Regions from separate parts of the Pan troglodytes genome. Here region 1 is linked to region 2. Evidence: chromatin contacts called from public Hi-C data. All regions are on one chromosome and are shown on one strand. The core of a region is the stretch at or near the end of the contact, and the rest is flanking DNA. Distances in the headings are between cores, read along the strand shown.

Region 1 (3,053 bases), core at 358-2,857, 96 kb after region 2:
TTCAGGTGCACGCTTTCTAAAATTTATATGCCTAAGGAAGCACTTATGATTGAAAGCACGAGGACGATTCTTTTTCACTGCCCCATTCATAACCATTTTTTTCTCCCATTTTACATAGAAAGGCTTTCTGCTTATCTATTTAGGATCTTTATATGATTGATGATCTCACCATGTAAAAATTTCTCAGATTCAAAATAAAGGGACACTAGAAATATTACAGTGTTGAGAAGGTGAATACTCTAATGACTGTTAGGCAAATCCTTTTGAAAGCCAGGTGACTTCTAATTCTTTGCTATCAATATATAGAGATAGATTATTTAAAATAATTTTGATGATTGATCACTATAGGAGTTTGCAGTTAACTTGGAAACAATTCAAATAATGGATTGGCTGCATGCTCATGCCTATATCCCAACATTTTGGAGAGGCTGAGGCAGGCAGATTGCTTGAGCCCAGGAGTTTAAGACCAGCCGGGGCAATATGAGGAGACCTCATGTCTACAGATAATTTAAAAATTAGCCAGATGTGGTGGCACGTGCCTGTAGTCCCAGCTACTCAGGAGGCTGAGGTGGGAGGATTACCTGAGCTAGGGTGACAGAGCAGGACGCTGTCTCAAAAAACAAGAAAAAGAAAGAATAGATGGATATTTCAATACTAATATTACGTTCGCCCCAACTATTATTTATGTAAATGTTTCTCAGTACATATGTCCACGAAAAAAAAATTTTAAGGGAGAAAATAAATTCTCACATCTGTCTTATTCTAGCAATATGACATATCTACAATATGTAAGCTAATTGGAAAGAAAAAAATCCCACAGTACCATCAATACCCTTAACAGATGCCATGGTAAACTAACTATGTTATTGGCCTCGATTCTTTACTTTTTCCATTCTTTGCCTTGAAACTTTGCAGTTCTCCTCACAAAAGTAGCAGATTACGTTTCTGAGTAGGAAAATCTCCTTTTATACTCTCATAACACTCTCAATACATCATCTCTGACACCAGATGTGTGGATTTTTTTCTACACAGACCAATTTTTGATACCAGCAGAGTGTTCTTTAATTTAATTAAATGTTGACACTGTCTACCTGGAGACAGCATTAGATCCACAGGTTAGGTCCCACAAGAAAGGCCCCTTGTCTGACGTCAGTCGTCAAGTCCAGGTTGTCACTTCTGAGTAACCCACTGTAGAGATTCCCATTGTCCCTTCCTCGGGTTAGGTCATTTGCTAGAAGAGCTCACAGAACTCAAGAAAACAGTTTACTTGGTAGATTAGAATTTATTGTAGAAGGATGCAACTCTAGAATAGCCAAACGGAAGAGATGGATAGGGCAAAGTCAACGGGAAGGGGCACAGCTTCCACAGCCTCTCCAGGCTTGCCACCCTGTTGTACCTCAATGTGTTCACCAGCCTGAAAGCTCTCTAAACCGCATTCTTTTAGGTTTTTATGGAGGCTTCATTACATAGGTATAATTGATTAAGCCATCAGCCATTGATGATCAAGTGAATCTCTAGTCCTTTTTCCCTCCCTGGAGGAAGGTGTAGGAGAGCGAGGCTGAGATTTCTAGCCCTCTAATCACCTGGATGGTTCCCCTAGCAACCAGTCCCCACCCTTAGGGACTTTCCAAAAGTCACTTCATTAACATAAACTCAGGTGTGGTTGAAGGGGCTTGCTATGAATAACAAAAAATGGTCCTTTCACCTTTATCACTTGGAAAATTCCAAGGGTTTTAGAAGCCTGTGCCAGGAACTGGGATGAAGACTAAGTATATGCCTCTTATTATAAATTACCATATCACAATTTCCCAATCCCTCGCTTCTGGGTTTGACTTTGAGACTTGCTTTAGCTAATAGAATTGGCTGGAAGAGACAGTGTGCCAGTTCTGGGTATAGTCCTCAATAGACCTTACATGTTTCTGCTTTCTTTCTCCTGCATCTGCCAGAGCTGTGGCAAAGAAGTGACCAGGCTAGGCAGCTTGTGGAAAGAGAGGATGAGAGACATGTGAAGTAGAGTTATCCCAGATGATCTGCCCCAGCCGAAACCAGCCAGAAGAGCGCTGACTCCCCTCTGCCCCACAGACACATAAATTAGAATAACTAGTAAACTGAATCTACTGAGTTTTGGATAGCAGCAATTGCTAACCCACATAGATATTTAATAGTTAACAATGTATTATTCTTGTAATTTTGATCACTTGCTTACTATTAATACTAAAAATAAGAAGAACATCCGTAAGACATATTTTAATACATGTCTTAGAGCATTATGGCCACAGACAATTAAAAAATTATTTTAGATACCTATTTTTGTTGAAGAGAAGTATTAATGGGTGGTCACATTTGGGTAAAATAAAAATGTAATTCATTTGAATGAAAATGCAATAAGCATGTGAATACAAGAAATGAAAGAGAATGAAAAAAAAAGATGATTTTTTTTTTTTTTTTTTGAGACAGAGTCTTGCTTTGTTGCCCAGGCTGGAGTGCAGTGGTGCAATCTCGGCTTACTGCAATTTCCGTCTCCTGTGTTTTTTAAGTGATTCTCCGGGCTCAGCCTCCTGAGTAGCTTGGATTACAGGCGCTCATCACCATGCCCAGCTAATTTTTTTATTTTTAGTAGAGACGGGGTTTTGCCATGTTGGCCAGGCTGGTCTTGAACTCCTGACCTCAAGTGATCTGCCTGCCTCAGCCTCCCAAAGTGCTGGGATTACAAGCATAAGCCAACATGCCTGGCCTAGATGGTGTATTTTTAAGATCGGTAATGGTGGGTATCAATTCGCTATGGTGCTTAGGTTTCAATCAGAGATGCAAAACCATTAGGGAGGTCTCTATCTATCCACCTATCTATCTATCTATCTATCTATCTATCTATCTATCAATTGATTAGTTGGTTAATCAATGTATCTATTTTTGTAAAAGAAAGGATTTGTTGCAAAGATTTGATTTTATGCCATTTTGGGATCTGGTTAAAAAGTCTCTGTAAGGTGGTAGCTTCTGCATCTGATGCTGAAACTTCAAGTCCACAAGGCAGACAGTCTGGAAGGGGAACTAAA
Region 2 (3,184 bases), core at 515-3,014:
ACTGAGCTCTACACTTTGAAAGAGCGCTGCTTTAGCAACAAAGTTCTGAGGCAATTTCACAGACACCTCCTGCTCCCTAGCACCAGCCGGCTCTCCAGGGCACCCTTTTAACACCACAGTCAAGAAGGGCTTGGGTCTCCTCCCCAGGTGCTTGTCGCCTACTGGTAATTAACGAAATGAATCATTTCACTCTTCTGATGAAACATCTGCTTCCCTATAGCAACGGATGTTTAGGCGGTTGGCCAGGAGGCGGAATGTGTAGACCCAAGGAGATACCTTATTAGTTACTTTACCTATTAGCAGAAAATGAGGTCCGGTGGCTGGATAATTGTGTCACCAAGAATGACAGAAAATCCAAAAGAAAAAGAAAGAGTGGTTCTCTCCCATTCACAGGTTCTTTTCAATACAAGTGTTCCTTTATTTCTTGGAACTTCAGTTTTCTTATATGCAAAATGAATTTATTGAAAAGCCCTGTAAATTCTAGCTAATTCTGATAGTCCCTGAATTTTGGACTCATTTTAAGAGAAATTTTGAGACAATAAAATGGATTATCAGTAATAATATATGTATTTTAACTTGCAACTAAATTAATATTTCCTTTTTTAATTTGTTTTCTATTTTTTCTGTGTTTAGTTTTCAAGCTGAAAGAAAACAGGCTGTATTATGCATACAGTATCTACAGTTGCACATTCAACAACTGAGTTATATCATTTCTCAATATTAATTGAAGAAATGATTAGAATCCCTATAGAAAGTAATGCTGTGTTCATTTACTCAGTTACTTTGATGAATGCCTTCCTGAAGCTGTCCTCACTCCCCCTCATTGCTTCTCCAAGGTATGGAAATAGGCAGCCCCATACTGCCACATGTCTATGTTACATATGTGTTATACCATGTTATCCTGGGTAATGAGTCATCCTATCTGACTGGCTGGGAACCATAAGGTGTTCTCCTTCTCTTAAGATTTTTGCCCCTTGAAATAATCTTCCTGTTTCTTCTCACACCAAAGAGTCCCTATTCTTATATGCTTCTGGAGTTTCCATATTTGAGTTCTTCTGGCAATGACGGCCAGAGAGAAAGGAGAGGAAAGGAACCCACCAGTAGCTGTCTTTCTGCTGCCTGTCTGAGTACAGGTATATACAACGATGACGGGGGACATGGTGCGTGGAAACACATGATGAGCGTGAGCCATGCCAAGCGGGGACCTGAGTGAGGACCACTTACAGGTGTGGTGACAGAGGGAAGATGGACTTGGGTCCAGAAAGACGGGACAGAGAGATGGGCAGGAAAAGGGAGAGTACTTCACATGAGGAGAAGCTGAGAGACGGCAGAAGTGCACATGGGTATTTTGAGAGAAGCAGGCTGGGGTGGTTGGCACTGAGGCGCAGAGAGAAAGTGGTGGGAGACAAGAAAAACAGGGTTGGAAATGAGGCTCACAGTAGATTCTAGAGATCCAGGAACGTCAGGCTAAAGCACCTGGCCTTTATCTTGCAGGCAACAGGGAATCTTAAAAGGCTGTGTGTGTGTGTGTGTGTGTGTGTGTGTGTGTGTGTGGTAAACGAACGGGATGAGTGCTATCAAACCTTGGTATTTTTCTTAAGTTATATAAAATAAATTATTTTCTATTTTATTCTTAGCCAATAAATGGGATCGAGTGGCAACTAACAAAAACTAGCCAACTCTGTCAAAAAGATCTCCACATCAGAAACCAAGACCTGGAAGCTGTAAGAAGCCTGGATCCACACAAACGGCTGCTTAGCATTCAAATACTCCCCTCCCAGAACACTTGATGTGTTTCTTGCATATCTGACTTACTCTGCTGGCCATCTACTGACAAAAGCAATCTCTTCCCAGATGAAAATTTCTCTGGCCCTTTCTCTTTCTTTGTTTTTGGTGTTGTTTAAAAAACAGCATTTCAAATTCCTTCAGCCTTCCAGGAAAGCAGACAGATGTGTCAATTAGATTCCAAAGCACTAAGACTTCTGCATCTTAATAAGCTGGGACACAATCATGCCCTGGAAGCAAAAGTGAATAGAATTTCCTCATTCACGAAGGGTCTACTGTTGATTTTCTAAAAAGAAACAAAACAGTAACCAGATGGTAGTTGACAGGGCAACTTTAAAGACAAGTATTTGTTTTGATCTCATTCCTAAGGGAAAGAAAGTTAGATAATTAATAGCAGGAAAGAACAGGAGAGAAAGGCTAGAGGAGAAGAAATATCAAAGATAATGTATAAAGAGAAATGTGAGGAGAAATGGATATTGGAAAATAAGGGGAAAAAATAGCCAGTTCTAGAAAAATAGAAAATGGGATGAAATGAAATATAACTGCACATTTTTCACTAAATCGTTGCCTAGGAAACAACTAGGAGTGTTTCTCCCTGTACTGAATAATCGTTGAGAAACACACTGGACTTAGGGTCTCTTGGCTTTATTGTATCAACTGGGAAACTTACGTGTCAGTCATAGTAGTTATGAGCACCATGCTTTCTATATCATGCTTCTAACAACAGAAGTAGCCAGTTTCAACAATTTTGGAGGGTAATAGCAGAGGAATTGTAAGTTTGAAACCTACAAACACAGGCAGGTTGAGACTTGAAAATCTGATTAGTCTAGGATGACACATTAGTATGTGTAACACTAAGCAACAAACCGTGGAAAAGTCAATTAGAAAAGCAGCTGAAGGCCCATTTGGCAATGTGAGATCATCTTTACAGTTTGCCTGGTATCTGTTGAAAACCAGTTTTCCATATAAAGAGCCTGGTGCACTTAAAGTCATATAGTGTGGAGGCAAAGTTTCACGTTACAAAGCAGTTCTTTATCCTCCATTAGCGTACAGCCCCTATGGATCTTATTATCACTGTTTTCCTTTTAATCTAATAATTATAAAGAACAAAAAGCATTAAAAAATGCTTTACTGCTCCCATTTGAATTTGTCTTTCCTATAGTTTAGTGAATTTTGCAGAAAATATTTATATACATGGTCTTAAATAAGCCCATCTCTATAAAGTTGTCCCTCCTCTATTTATTGGGCTGAATTCTCAGCGTGTGCATGCAGGCAGGCATGCATATGTGTGTGTGTGTTTGTGTACACATGCGCATACATGTGCACTTAGAGAATTGTGACAGGGGTAGGGAAAACAGGTGTGGGAGGGATTGTTTTTCATAATGACTCATACTATCCT

Evidence for each region. A called contact is a pair of places that touch in the nucleus more often than the background predicts.
Region 1: a contact with region 2 is called in a Hi-C map of induced pluripotent stem cells, with 3 times the contacts expected there. The contact joins two enhancer-like sites. A contact is called at or near these places in 5 of 7 Hi-C or Micro-C datasets (blood, induced pluripotent stem cells, a lymphoblastoid cell line and 1 more) and 1 of 1 other capture datasets (stem cell-derived neural stem cells).

The regions. Positions count from the first base shown.
Region 1 is chr5:134,713,219-134,716,271 of NHGRI_mPanTro3-v2.0_pri, forward strand. No RefSeq gene overlaps it. Among named protein-coding and RNA genes, the nearest start is that of SMPDL3A, 42 kb to the left of the region's middle. Within about 2 kb of position 1,608, at least 1 of the 24 cell types and tissues checked has an H3K27ac peak or open chromatin away from gene starts, as enhancers often do. A contact at or near this core is called in induced pluripotent stem cells, where this site is marked.
Region 2 is chr5:134,616,762-134,619,945 of NHGRI_mPanTro3-v2.0_pri, forward strand. No RefSeq gene overlaps it. Among named protein-coding and RNA genes, the nearest start is that of FABP7, 45 kb to the right of the region's middle. Within about 2 kb of position 1,765, at least 5 of the 24 cell types and tissues checked have an H3K27ac peak or open chromatin away from gene starts, as enhancers often do. A contact at or near this core is called in induced pluripotent stem cells, where this site is marked.